Regions from separate parts of the Pan troglodytes genome. Here region 2 is linked to region 1. Evidence: chromatin contacts called from public Hi-C data. All regions are on one chromosome and are shown on one strand. Each heading gives the region's core, a stretch centred on a gene start, on an enhancer-like site or on the middle of the called end of the contact. The rest is flanking DNA. Distances are from core to core; before and after follow the strand shown.

Evidence for each region. A called contact is a pair of places that touch in the nucleus more often than the background predicts.
Region 2: a Hi-C map of stem cell-derived neural progenitor cells shows a contact between it and region 1, with 5 times the contacts expected there. The contact joins two enhancer-like sites. A contact is called at or near these places in 1 of 7 Hi-C or Micro-C datasets (stem cell-derived neural progenitor cells) and 1 of 1 datasets of contacts at active chromatin or transcription factors (stem cell-derived excitatory neurons).

What each region holds. Positions count from the first base shown.
Region 1 is chr20:10,342,936-10,349,958 of NHGRI_mPanTro3-v2.0_pri, reverse strand. It overlaps TIMM44 (translocase of inner mitochondrial membrane 44), which reads left to right. Exons shown (of 13, transcript NM_001280516.1): 6 at 1-126; 7 at 420-505; 8 at 1,058-1,150; 9 at 1,240-1,364; 10 at 2,813-2,863; 11 at 5,829-5,918; 12 at 6,228-6,338; 13 at 6,688-7,023. The coding sequence ends at 6,807. Among named protein-coding and RNA genes, the nearest start is that of CTXN1, 4.9 kb to the right of the region's middle. Within about 2 kb of position 4,503, at least 5 of the 24 cell types and tissues checked have an H3K27ac peak or open chromatin away from gene starts, as enhancers often do. A contact at or near this core is called in stem cell-derived neural progenitor cells, where this site is marked.
Region 2 is chr20:10,662,877-10,669,899 of NHGRI_mPanTro3-v2.0_pri, reverse strand. CERS4 (ceramide synthase 4) reads right to left here. Exons shown (of 12, transcript XM_016934918.4): 3 at 4,767-4,940; 4 at 1,404-1,521; 5 at 230-348; 6 at 76-133. The coding sequence starts at 4,939. Among named protein-coding and RNA genes, the nearest start is that of CERS4, 44 kb to the right of the region's middle. Within about 2 kb of position 2,824, at least 4 of the 24 cell types and tissues checked have an H3K27ac peak or open chromatin away from gene starts, as enhancers often do. A contact at or near this core is called in stem cell-derived neural progenitor cells, where this site is marked.

The DNA of each region.
Region 1 (7,023 bases), core at 3,254-5,753:
GAAGAAGGAAATTGACGACAGCGTCCTGGGACAGACCGGGCCCTACCGGAGGCCCCAGCGACTCCGGAAGAGAACGGAGTTTGCGGGAGATAAGTTCAAGGAGGAGAAAGTGTTTGAGCCAAACGAGTAGGTACCAGCCCGTGGCCCTCGCTGCCCCCATTTTGGGCAGCTTTCACTGCTGTCTATTTCGGGAGCCCACCAATGGTTCCCTCCTGAGTCCGTTTCTTGAGTTTGCCTTCTGCCCAAGGTTCCCGGCTCCCTCGAATTTGAGGGTGAGAGGTGAGGGCGGGGTCCTCAGAGCCCCTAGGTTTGAGGTCTCAGCTGCCTGCTGTCCTCTGCTGCCCCCTGCCTGCAGCCGCAGGAGGGCACAGGGTGGCCCCGGCGCCGCCGCTCACCCCAGGGCCCACCCTCTTCCCCAGGGAGGCCCTGGGGGTCGTGCTGCACAAGGACTCCAAGTGGTACCAGCAGTGGAAGGACTTCAAGGAGAACAACGTGGTGTTTAACCGTGAGTGAAGGTGTCTTGGAGGGCAGGTGACTGTGTCCCGGGCAGTTGGTGGACCGCAAGGTGATCCCCATGCATTGGGCACAAGACAGCCCCGTTTTGCAGAGGAGGAGATCGGGGTCAGAGTGGGCCGGTCGCTTCTTTGCGGTCACATGATGGTGCGGCTGTAGATTCTGCCGCCAGAAGCCAGGTGCTCCCTCATAAGCACAGTCAGGGCCCCGAAACGAGCCGCAGGCCCCTGTCCCTTGTCCTGTGAGGACTGCTAGAGGCCTGTGTTTCCTTTGTAGTGAAAGCAACAGCCAGCGGGGTGGCGGCCCATAACTTATACAGCCCCATTAGGGCCGCAGCTGAGGGGCCTCTGCGCCTGGCCAGGTAGGTGGGCAGGCAGCGGTCCCCAAGCACAGATGAGGATGCAGGTCCACAGCCGTCCCCTCCCTGACCCCACCCGTGTCAGGGTGGATCCTGCAGGGGTCACAGGGAGCCCCTGGAAGCTGTGAGGGAGGGTTGTGTTTCTGGAAAGGGCCCCTTCTCCAGCACCTGCCCCATCTTCCACAGGGTTCTTCGAGATGAAGATGAAGTATGACGAAAGCGACAACGCGTTCATCCGGGCATCCCGGGCCCTTACGGACAAGGTCACCGACTTGCTGGGTGAGTGAGTCATCCCTGGACCTCGCCAGGCTGGTGGTGGGGCGGGGTCCCCGGCCATCCCCCCGAACTCCCGGCTGTGCTCCCTGCAGGGGGCCTGTTCTCCAAGACAGAGATGTCGGAGGTGCTCACAGAGATCCTCCGGGTGGACCCGGCCTTTGACAAGGACCGGTTTCTGAAACAGTGCGAGAACGACATCATCCCCAATGTCCTGGAGGTGGGTGCCACACCCCCAGGACCCCTCCCATGCGGCAGGTCCTGGCTCCACCACCTCCCCAACCCCAGCTGGCACCCTGGGTGCTGCCAGGGAACTCTGCTGCTGAGGCTGTTTTCTGAGGAGGCTGGTTGCACACGGGCTCCTGCCTGGCTGCAGCTGCCCCATGAGCTGTGCCCGAAGCCCTTCCTGGGCCTTACCGGCACCTCCGGTACCTCCAGGTGCTGTTTCCCTCACTCCTCCTGCCTGAGGCTCTTGTTCCTTTGAGGTTGCTGGGAGCAGCTGCTGGAGGCTAGGGATTGTCTCAGGTGCCTGGAGCCCCTCACCCCTTGGGAGAAGTGGGCGTCTGTCTTCAGACATCAGAGCTGGCCCCAGGCCACGTCTGACCCAGAGCTGCAGCCGAGGGGGTTCCCTCACGGTGCTGTCCCTGGCAACCAGACCCTCGTTGGGCTTATAGATGAGGGTATCTTGCTCAAGGTCATGCTGCAGCCTGCCCCCTACAAGCCTCTCCCTGAGGTTGGTGGCCTCTTGTCTTCCCTGCTGCCTCTGCCTCTCTGCAGCCCCCAGGATGCAGGAGGAGCCTGGACACCTTCGGCCCAGTTGGGCCAGGCCTCTGGAAGGCCCTTCATGGGACTCTCCATCCTTGGCCCCGCCGGCCTCCGCCCAACGTCCTCCTCCTCCTCCAGTTTCCCGTATCCTTCCCGCCACTTCGGGCAGGGCTGGGAGGCGGTGCGGATGGGCGCCATGCCCCAAAACAGCAGCCTGAGCACCGCAGTGCCTTCCGGGATGGGTGATGGGTGATGGGTGCCAAGTGTTCTGGCCACCCGCCCCCTGCCGCTCACAGCTTTCACCACCAGCATCCGGCTCCTTCCCGCTCTTCTCCCCGCTCCAGGCACCTCCCTCCCCCTCATCGGATCCGGCCCAGGCTCCAGGATCCTGTGGAAGCAGCTCCCAGCCCAGGCATGCCCCCTGCAGCCCACCCCTCCCTCTCGCTGCCCCCAGCAGTTAGGAGGCAGCCGGTCCCATGGTGGGCCTTGCAGTCCGAAATGTGGTCCCCTGGGGGGACAGAGGACATGGGCTCACTGCGGGAGCCGGAGTTGGGTCCTCATCTCCCTGGCTTGGATTCCTGACCAGGCTGAAAGCTGGGTCCCCAGCCACCTTTCTCTTCCTCCACCAGGTTCCAGGGGGGTCCCTCTGTGGGGTACCTCCTGGATGGTCGCCCGCAGGCTGCCCTCCGCCTGTGCCCAGGCCAGAGCCAGGCACTGACACCAGCAGGGACGGGCCTGGGGAGGGACACCCAGTGCCACAGCTCCACCCGCGCCCCACAGGTGGCAGCCGGGGGTGTCTGAGGAAACTCCCCACCCCGCACCACTGGAGAATGTTCCCAGGACCTCGCCTGCTGCCTGAAAAGCCCACTCTCGTTCTGGTGCTTATTTTCCCTTCCTTTTTAGGCCATGATTTCTGGAGAGCTTGACATTCTCAAAGACTGGTGCTATGAAGCTGTGAGTACTTCCTTTCTTTTTCTTTTCTTTTTTTTTAAGGCCTAAAAAATCACCATGGAGAAGTTCCACTTCGGTGGCTCCGTTGGGGTAGCTCCCAACAGTCAGGACCTGGGCTCCTGGTGGGGGAATCCTCATGTCTCACCCTCCGAGAGCCTGACATCCCCCCCTGCCCCTTTCCATTCCTCAGCATGTGACACATCTGGGCTCTCAGGCTGGACACCGGGTCACCCGCCAGTCCTTTGCTCCCAGACTGTAAACTTTGTTAGGGAGAATCCTTCTCTGGGCTGGTATCTAAGAGATGGCTGGTTGGGGGTGTCCCCTGGGCCCGTGAGAGATCACAAAGCTGCCAATTTTACTGGGCCTTGTTTTTCCTTCCAATCTTAAAATAATTTTGGTTAGGTCTGGGCACGGTGGCCTATGCCTTCAATCCCAGCAGCCCAAGGCGGGAGATTGCTTGAGCCCAGGCATTCAAGACTAGCCTGGGAAACATAGCAAGATCCCGTCTCTACAAAAAAATTTAAAATGAGCCAAGTGGCAGGGTGCGGTGGCTCATGCCTGTAATCCCAGCACTTTGGGATGCCAAGGCAGGCGATTGCCCGAGCTCAAGAGTTCGAGACCAGCCTGGGCAACATGGTGAAACCCCATCTCTACTAAAATAAAAAGTTAGCCAGGCATGCTGGTGCATGTCTGTAATCCCAGCTACTGGGGAGGCTGAGGCAGTAGAATTGCTTAAATCCGGGAGGCGGAGGTTACAGTGAGCTGAGGTCGCGCCACTGCACTTCAGCCTGGGCAACAGAGCAAGATTCTGTCTCCAAAAAAAAAAAAAAAAAAAATGAGCCAAGCGTGGAGGCAGGCACCTGTTGTCGCAGCTATTAGGGAGGCTGAGGTGGGAGGATCACTTGAGCTCAGGAGGTCAAGGCTGCAGTGAGTCATCGCACCACAGCACTCCAGCCTGGGTGACAGATCAAGACACTGTCACTAAGGAAATAATAGGTCGGGCACGGTGGCTCATGCCTGTAATCCCAGCACTTTGGGAGGCTGAGGTGGGCATATCACCTGAGGTCAGGAGTTCGAGACCAGTCTGGCCAACATGGTGAAACCCCGTCTCTACTAAAAATACAAAAATTAGCCAGGCCTGGTGGTGGGCGCCTGTAATCCCAGCTACTCGGGAGGCTGAGGCAGGAGAATCGCTTGAACCCAGGAGGCAGAGGTTGCAGTGAGCCAAGATTGCACCACTGCACTCCAGCCTGGCAACAGAGCGAGACTGTCTTAAAAAAAAAGAAATAATAATTTAGGGAAGGAGAGTCCCAGGAGAGGTGATTGCAGCCATGAAGTAAAATGTGTCTGGGGGCCGACTGCCCTATTTCAGGTGGCTGCAGTGGCCTGGGGTGCAGGCTGGGGCCGGGGGTCAGGGAGAGTGTGGGTCTCCCACATGACGGGGGGCGCTGGGAGTCAAGTGGGGTTTGAAGGTGTCACCCACCCCACTTCCCAGGCCAGAGCAGAGTCCCTGTGCTCACCTCCCACGGGTCATGAGAATGAAGTGTGATCACAGAAACCAGGGCAGTGCTGGCCCCGGGCCAGAGGGAACCCACAGAGGTAACCCTGGTAACCAAACAGCCCCTGGAAGAGTTGGGGGAGCTTTCATCGGTGACCCGGGGCTGCCACCTATGGGGCACGGATGGGGTTGCGGCACTGGGTGCCCCTCCCCAGGCCCTGGGAGCCTCTAGCTGTCCTCATGACATGATCCTGAAACATAGATCCAAACAAAACATCGATAGTCTTCCCACGCCAGGAAGGAGCTGTGTCCTGATGAGGCCTCAACTGCTTCTCAGAGTCAAGGCTTGGGGTTCGGGGGCCACCAGCAGCACCGCGTACCTGGGGTCTGGTCTAGCTGTCTGCCCCATCCCCGGCAGCCTCCCTGTCCCTGCCCGAGTCCATCCCTGTGGGGCTCCCAGCTCTCATCTCCTCAGGCCACCTCATCTCACCCTATTCGCTCCCCGACCTGTGTGTTTCTTTCCCCCGGCTTCTTCGTATTAAGCGATCCAGAATCGTTCTTGGCTAATTCTATTCTGCACCCAGCTCATAAACAACTTGGAAAAAGCAGAGGAGAAGATGTCAGATTTTCTTTTTAAATACTCCCCTGCATGGTGACTAATCCAGCAGGCATTTATGAGTTTCGATGTGGATTTTTTTTTTTTTTTTTTTTTGGTTTTTTGTTTTGTTTTTACCTTGGGACCATTACGCCACAGCTGACTCGCTTTGCCAGGGAGCTGCTGGTGCCCTGGAAACACAGCTGAAGTTCCAGCCACGTCCACAGAAGTGTTTTTAAAATGTCACCTTTAAGAAACCGAACAAGTAGGATTGGCTCTGTTTTTTTTTTTCTCTCCCCTCCGCGGATCAGTCATTTCCATAAAAAGTAGATGCTATCAGAACATCTTTTCTCTCATGGTTTCATGCCAAGCCCAGAGAAACCTCCAGCGAAAACGTGTCTCGGGGGCTGCTTCCTGTGCCTGGCACAGGCGCAGGGGGTTGAGGGTGACACTGGGGGCTGGTCAGTGACAGAGGCAGCCTCAGGCTGAGGACAGATCCTAGAAGAGGCGTTTGATCTCAGGCCAAGATTCAGAGTGCGGTGAATATGGAAGTATTAAAGATCAGCCAAGGGGCCGCCAGCTTAGCCCTGGGAGTAGATTTGGGATTTTGTTCCAAGAGAATCACCCACTTTGCTGATTAATCCTGTTTTCATTGGGTCATCTGGATAGAGTGTTGTTCCCAGGAGAGGGAAGCGTGTGATCTGGGCCAGTAAGTGGGTGGCACCTGCCTCCCCACTTGGACCTGGGCTCTTGGCCTCTGCCATTGCTGGCTGGCGGCAGGGCACCTGGGTGCCAGGGTGTGTGGGCAGCAGCTCTGTGTGGCGTGGTGCCCGCCCTGGGTGGCATCACGCAGGCGTGTCGGCCTCTCATTGCAGACTTACAGCCAGCTGGCCCACCCCATCCAGCAGGCCAAGGCACTGGGTCTCCAGTTCCATTCTCGCATCCTAGATATTGACAACGTCGACGTAAGCACCTCGCAGTGGGGGCCCGGGCCACCATCGGGGGTGGGAACTATGGCCCAGACAAGGCCCAGGAGGTGGCCTTGCCAGGGGCTGGGGGCCATGGGCTGATCCAAGAGGTCTTGGGCTTGTCCAAGGGGAGGGTCTCGAGGGAGGCCTGGTCCTGGCCTGAGAGGCAAGGCCCACGGGGAGGGACCGGTGCTGGGCCTGGTGCTGGAGCCTTTTCCCAGCAGGGCCTAGGCGCAGGGGTTTCACCTCCAGGGGAGCAGCCGGGCTGTCCTCTGAGGCACATCCCCCCTCTCGGCCCCTCTGCAGCTGGCCATGGGCAAGATGATGGAGCAGGGGCCGGTGCTGATCATCACCTTCCAGGCACAGCTGGTGATGGTGGTCAGGAACCCCAAAGGCGAGGTGGTGGAGGGCGACCCGGTGAGTGAGGGAGTGGGATGGGGCAGGCACATGACACCGCCTGTCCCCAAGATCTGTGTGTGGCCACCTGGCAGAGACCCCAGCTCAGAGCCCTGAAGCTCTGGGACTGGGTGGGGATGTGGAGAAACCTCTGGGCCAGAGTTTGGGGTTGAGGGAGGTCGGAGACCAGCAGACCTGTCTGTTTTTACCAAGGCTGAGTGGTTCCTGAGTCTAGGCAATTGTGCTGGCCTCTGCTCCCAGCCCCTGGGGAAGTTGCCGGTGGCTCCTGCCCCACAGAGCCTGGCCCCCCCCAGAGCTGCCTGGGTTACCTCAACCCTCTCAACAGTGCCCTTCCCAACCCACCCTGCAGGACAAGGTGCTGCGGATGCTGTACGTGTGGGCGCTCTGCCGAGACCAGGACGAGCTCAACCCCTACGTGGCCTGGCGGCTCCTGGACATCTCGGCCTCCAGCACCGAGCAGATTCTCTGAGTGTGGTGCCGGAGCCAGGGAGCACCGGCCTGGGTCATCAGGCACAGAGGCACCGCAACACCACCTGCGGCAACTCCAGACCTCTGGGAACAAGACTGCGGGCTCTGTCCCCAGCTCTGCCAGGACGGCTGCAAGACCAGCTGGCCCGGGAGGGGACAACGGGCTGTTGTGGGTGCGTGGCAGCTGGAGACACTCCCCCCAGGGCCAACCCCTGCC
Region 2 (7,023 bases), core at 1,575-4,074, 320 kb before region 1:
ACCACCCCCCTCCTGCCAGATCTAGGCCAGGTGGATGGGGCAGGTGAGCAGTCAGCTATACTCCGGTATACTTACGTGGTACAGGACCGAGAGGCCGCCCACGAAGGAGGACAGGTAGAAGAGAAACCTCCAGCTGTGGATGGGGAGGGAGCTGTGAAAACAGCAGACACCCGCCCCCCCTCCCCGCCCCCCGGTTCCCTGCACCCCAGAAGCCCCATCCTGGACTTACCTGGCCTCACAGAACTTCTTGGTCAGCTGGGGTCGATCCTGGTTCCGGCGTCTCCGGAACCATCGCTGGGTCTGCCACAGCGTGAGGCCACACTGGGCGGCCAGGAGAGACAGCTGGGGCTGGGGAGGGGGTGATGGGGACAAGGGTCACAGAGGCCCTGTGGTGGCTTCCCCCATGTCCCCAGACAGGACTTGGCTCTGCCCTCTCCACTGCAGCCCCACATCTTGCCTACAGGGTGACCATGTCTATATGGAGGGGCAGTGTTGGGGGTCCCAGCGTGGGGCCCTGCAGAACACTTGGGCCCTAAGAGAAGCAAATCCTGTTCATAGGGCAGGCAGGTCGCTGATGGGGATGGGATTAAGAGAGATGCTGGCGTGCAGCATCCCCTACCCGCAGATAGGCTTCCCTGCGTCCCTCCAGAACGGTCAGTTCTCACCTCCAACCTAGACAGGCAGTTGAGACCTTGCCCCAGCCCCAAGCCCTACCTGAAGAGGGAAATTGACAAGTAAAGGGGGAGTCACGTCTAGCTCTGCAGAAGCTGCCCTGTCGCCTCTAGGGTATGTGGTCTTCACCATTCCCCACCCCACTCAGGACGCAGCCAAGCCTCCACAGCACAGACCCTGTCCAGCGGGCAGCCACACCAGAGACGGGAATGGAGGGAGGGTCACAGGGCTGCTTCTGTTACTCCATTCCCTACCAGCTCAGACCTTCCATTCCTCCCCAGGATAGGAGAGCAAGCAACTACTCTCACTCTCCTAGAATCTGTCCATTGTGCAACTGTGCCCACTAAGGCTCAGGGAGGCTGGGAGGGGAGGGGCCCCATCTCCCAAGGAGGCTGGGAAGGGCGGGTCCTCATCTCCCAGGGAGGCTGGAGGGGTGGGGCTCCATGTCCCAGGGACCCTGGAAGGGGTGGGGCCCATTTCCCAGGGAGACCAGGAGGGGCGGGGCTCCATGTCCCAGGGACGCTGGGAGGGGTGGGGCGTCGTTTCCCAGGGAGGCTGGGGGGGTAGAGCCATTTCCCAGGGAATTGAGGATGAAGAGTGGAAAGTAGGGGCATTGCAGGGGTGCCTGCAGCCACCTTGGCTTCTCCTGCCCCAACAAATGGGCCACACACCATCCCCACGCCCCACCCCCAGGGCAGTAGTGCGGGTCGGAGGGCATGGGGGGCTCTCACCTCCTTGGGCCTGTGCCCTTCCGTGAGGAAGTGTTTCTCCAGCGTGGCGTTGGGCTTCACTTGCCTCCTGGTCTGATCCCTCACACCCAGCCACCGGCTCAGGGGCAGGCCAATGAATCTGGGTGCAAAGGAGACAGAGCCTATCAGCCCAGGTGAAGAGATGGGACTGCCAGTGTGTGGGGGCAGACATGCTGCCGGTGGGAAAACCAAGTCTCGGAGGAGCAAAGTTACAGGCTCAGAGAGCACAGCTGGCACATGGCAGGGTGTGTAAGACTCTTTTTTTTTTTTTTTTTTTTTTAAGAGCATTGCTCTGTCGCCCAGGCTGGAGTGCAGTGGCGCGATCTTGGCTCACTGCAAGCTCCGCCTCCCGGGTTCACGCCATTCTCCTGCCTCAGCCTCCCGAGTAGCTGGGACTACAGGCGCCCGCCACTATGCCTGGCTAATTTTTTGTATTTTTTAGTAGAGACGGGGTTTCACTGTGTTAGCCAGGATGGTCTTGATTTCCTGACCTTGTGATCCGCCCACCTCGGCCTCCCAGAGTGCTGGGATTACAGGTGTGAGCCACCGCGCCCGGCCTAAGACTTGGTCTTTCTTTTCCATCTGATCAGAGGGTTCGGAGGCCCAGTCAGAAAGGCTCGTGGGGCAGGACTCGATTTTCCACTTATTCCTGGCCTCATCCCCTGGGGCCCTGGAGGGGTAGCCTGGCTGCTGCGTTAGACCAAACCTAAGAAAGGCAGCTGACTCATGCCTGTTATCCCAGCACTTTGGGGCTGAGGTGGGCGGATCACGTGAGGTCATAAGTTCGAGACCAGCCTGACCAATATGGTGAAACCCTGTCTCTAATGAAAATACAAAATCATCTGGGTGTGGTGGCGTGCACCTGTAATCCCAGCTACTCGGGAGGTTGAGGCAGGTGAATTGCTTGAACCTGGAGGTGGAGGTTGCAGTGAGCCAGGATTGCATCTACTGAAAGTACAAAAAATTAGCCGGGCGAGGTGGCGGGCCCCTGTAGTCCCAGCTATTTGGGAGGCTGAGCTGAGGCAGGAGAATGGTGTGAACCCAGGAGGCGGAGCTGGCAGTGAGTCAAGATCGCACCACTGCACTCCAGCCTGGGTGACAGAGCAACAAGACCCTGTCTCCAAAAAAAAAAAAAAAAAAAAAAAGCAGCTGGACCTTCGTCTGTAGGGTGAGGGTGTGCAGACCAACTCTTGGGGTACCCAGGTACCTTTGCCCAATCCCAAACCAGGGACAAGAGTCTTTACTGCCTGTCTCACTGTGGCCTGGGTCCTGGTCTGACCCCCCGCCAGTCTAGGGGCTCCCCACGGGCAGGGGCAGGGGCTGGGGCTGTTCCCGCTCCAAGCCCCTCCTCCCAGCATCCCCCATTCCGGGGTAGAGACTTGGAGATCAGGGACCCTGGTCAATGACCACATTGCCCACAAGAGGGCGCGCCAACACCACAGGTGGGGACCGAATTTTATATCCACCATCCCTCCTAACATCATGCCTCATTTGGTGAAAGGCTCAGAGCAGCCTAGCAAGGAACTCATGGCAGACTAAATCATGATGCGGAGAGAATGAGCGCTTATCTGCTAAGCATGGGGCCAAGTCCATGTGATACACTGGCTCGTCTAACCCTAACTCAGTCCCTATTGTCCTAATGGGTAAACTGAGGCTCAGAGGGTCAGAGACATGCCCAAGGTGACACTGTGAGCAGGTGAAAGACCTGAAATTTGAACTCAGGATTCTGGTTTTTGGTCCTGCCTCCTGCCTCTTAAAGTCTCATTTTGGAGGTGGAGGGCGGGAGGATTGCTTGAACTCAGGAGTTCAAGACCAACCTGGGCAACATGGTGAGACCTTGTCTCTACTAAAAATACAAAATTTAGCTGGGTTGTGGTGTCACTTGCCTGTAATCCCAGCACTTTGGGAGGCCAAGGTGGGCGGATCACCTGACATCAGGAGTTTGAGACTAGTCTGGCCAACATGGCAAAACCCCGTTTCTATTAAAAATACAAAAATTAGGTGTGGTGGCACATGCCTGTAATCCCAGTTACTTGTGAGGCTGAGGTAGGAGAGTCGCTTGAACCTGGGAGGTAGAGGTTGCAGTGAACTGAGATCATGCCACTGTACTCCAGCCAAGGTGAAAGAGCAAGACTCTGTCTCAAAAAAAAAAAGTTAGCCAGGCGTGGTGGCATGCCTACAGTCCCAGCTACTGGTGGGGATGAGGCTTTCTTTTTTTTTTTTTTTTTTGAGATGGAGTTTTGCTCTTGTTGCCCAGGCTGGAGTGCACTGGCATGATCTCAGCTCACTGCAACCTCTGTCTCCTGGGTTCAAGCAATTCTCCTGCCTCAACCTCCTGAGTAGCTGGGACTATAGGCGTGTGCCACCACACCCAACTAATTTTTTGTACTTTTAGTAGAGACAGGGTTTCACCATGTTGGTCGGGCTGGTCTTGAACTCCTGACCTCATGATCCGCCCGCCTTGGCCTCCCAAAGTGCTAGGATTACAGGCATGAGCCACTGCACCCAGCCTAATTTTTGTATTTTTTTTTTTTTAATAGAGATGAGGTTTCACCATGTTGCGCCGTCTGGTCTCGAACTCCTGGACTCAAGCGATCCACCCGCCTCAGCCTCCCAAATTGCTGACATTACAGGAATCAGCTACCACGTCTGGCCTAGATTCAAAAAAAAAATTTTTTTTTTAAAGGGCTAAAGCCCCTGCGTTTGAAACTGGAAAACCCTCCGCCCACCCCACTGTCCTTCACAGAGGCCCTGGGATGCCTTTGGGATGGGATAACACCCCAGCTCACTTTTTTTTTTAAATGGAGCCTTGCTCTGTTGCCGAGGCTGGAGTGCAGTGGCACAATCTTGGCTCACTGCAACCTCCACCTCCCAGGTTCAGGCGATTCTCCTGCCTCAGCCTCCCGAGTAGTTGGGATTACAGGTTTGTGCCCAGCTAATTTTTGTATTTTTAGCAGAGATGGGGTTTCACCATGTTGGCCAGGCTGGTCTCAAACTCTTGACCTCAAGTGATCCACCCACCTCAGCCTCTCAAAGTGCTGGGATTACAGGCGTGAGCCACCGTGCCCGGCCTCCCATCCCTGTTTTATGAAGATGCTGGCATACCCAGCTGCAGGCAGTGCAGTGTTCCTATAAACCAGCTGCAGGCAGTGTTCCTATAAACCAGCAATCAGAGGCCAGAAGTGTGGGTGGTGGCGGCTGGGGGCAGGCTGGAGCCAGGGAACCCGCTTTGGTGCAAAGCCAGCTTCTACTCGGGACATGCTGCAATGGCAAATTGCACACAGGGCACGAGCACATACTGGAGCGACTGCGGGGGCAATGGATTGCGGCAGGGCAGACACTCACCTCTCAAAGGCAAGGCGCATGGCCAGGAGGACCAGCGCCAGGGGCAGGGCTGCCAGCAAGTCCTGGGGGTGGGGGTAGACACGGCCATCCCGGTCTTCTAGCTCTGTCCACGTGACATTGGGTGGTAACCAGAACCTGTCCTGCCAAAACCACTCGTTGAAACTGGACAGCATTCTGTGGACACAGGTTCCAGTTAGCTGGGAGGTCTGCAAGCAGAATGGGTGGGGCAAGTGGGGCCTGAGAGGCTGGAGCCTCAGAACTCCTACTCGGGCCCCTATCAGCGCAGTTGACAACCAGGAGGCGGGACTGGAAGATGGAACTCCCCTTGCCTGGGACTTTGGAACTGTTCTCTGGCCCCAGAAGAGTCCCAAAGCCCCCTATGGCCCAAAGAAGACTTTGGAACTGTCCTCTGGTCCCAGAAGAGCCACCACTTCATTCTCATCACTCCCACTCCATTGCCTGGTCAGTGTTAAAAGGAAGAGTTGGGCTGTGTGTCCTCAGGCAAATGACTTGACCTCTCTGAACCTCAAGTTCATCTGTAAAACAGAGTAGTAGGCCGGGCGCAGTTGCTCACGCCTGTAATCCCAGCACTTTAGGAGGCCAAGGTGGGTGGATCACGAGGCCAGGAGTTCAAGAGCAGCCTGACCAACATGGTGAAACCCTGTCTCTACTAAAAATACAAAAATGAGCCGGGCGTGGTGGCACATGCCTGTAATCCCAGCTACTCAGGAGTCTGAGGCAGGAGAATCACTTGAACCTGGGAGGCGGAGGTTGCAGTGAGCTGACATCGTGCCACTGCACTTCAGCCTGGGTGACAGAACAAGACTCCATCTCAAAAACAAAACAAAACAAAAAAACAGAGACAGTAATACCCAGGCTTCTCAACCTAAAGTGCTTGGCCGATTGATCTTTAACAAGAGTAATAACACAGCCCAAAATAGTAGTTATTACTCTGCACTTAACTGATGCCAAGATGGTAGCCAGAAGTCAAGGGAGTGGCTGCTTGGGGTCAGAAACTTGAGTCATGGCCGGGCACCATGGCTCATGCCTGTAATCCCAACACGGTGGGAGGCTGAGGTGGGCAGATCACTTCAGGTCAGGAGTTTGAGACCAGCCTGGCCAACATGGCAAAACTCCATCTTTACTAAAAATACAAAAATTAGCCAGGCATGGTGGCAGGCGCCTATAATCCCACCTGCTCAGGAGGCTGAGGCAGGAGAATCGCTTGAACCCGGGAGGAGGAGGTTGCAGTGAGCCGAGATCATGCCACTGCACTCCAGCCTGGGCAACAGAGAAAAACTGTCTCAAAAAAAAAGAACTTGAGTCCTCAAATGTCCAGGAAGGTTTCTTTCCACTGCAGGAAGCTGCCTCTGAAGCAGCCCCCAAAGATGAAGGATTTAAAGAAATCCAGAGGCCGAGCTCAGTGGCTCACTGCCTGTAATCCCAGCACTTTGGGAGGCCGAGGCAGGTGGATCACGAGGTCAGGAATTCAAGACCAGCCTGGCCAACATGGTGAAACCCTGTCTCTACTAAAAATACAAAAATTAGCCAGGCATGGTGGTGTGCACCTGTAATCCCAGCTACTCGGGAGGCTGAGGCAGAGAATTGCTTGAACCCGGGAGGCGGAGGTTGCAGTGAGCAGAGATCGCGCCACTGCACTCCAGCCTGGGTGACAGAGCAAGACTCTGTCTCAAAAAAAAAAAAAAAAAAAAAAAAAAAAAAAAAAAAAATCCAGAGTTCCTTTCCTGGCCATCTTTGGAAGGTAGGCTCCTCTCTAGGTGGGAATTTCAGGGGTCTCTCTTGCTATCCCAGAGCCCACAAAGCGAGAGGATAAGAGAGCCTACTGCATAACTGAGCTTGCCGGATAATGGAGTGGTGGTCGAGGTGGGGCAGCTCCGGCCAGCGTGTCCCAGCCTGCTTGAGGAGCCCAAAGAGCTGCTCCCTTCCCTGAGATCTTGAGCCAAGGGTCCAGCCTACCACAGTGGTTCCCACTCAGAAAGTTTGTTCGTTCATTTGTCTGTCCACCCATCCCCCGTCCATCTATCTACCGATCCATCCCTCTATCCACCCATCCAAACATCTGTCCACCCACCCATCATCCATCCACCCATCCAAACATCTGTCCACCCACTCATCATCCATCCACCCATCATCCATCTGTTCGCCCATCAAAACATCTGTCTATCCACCCATTATTCATCATCCACCTATCCACTCATCTATCTACCCATCATCCATCCACCCACCCATCCAAACA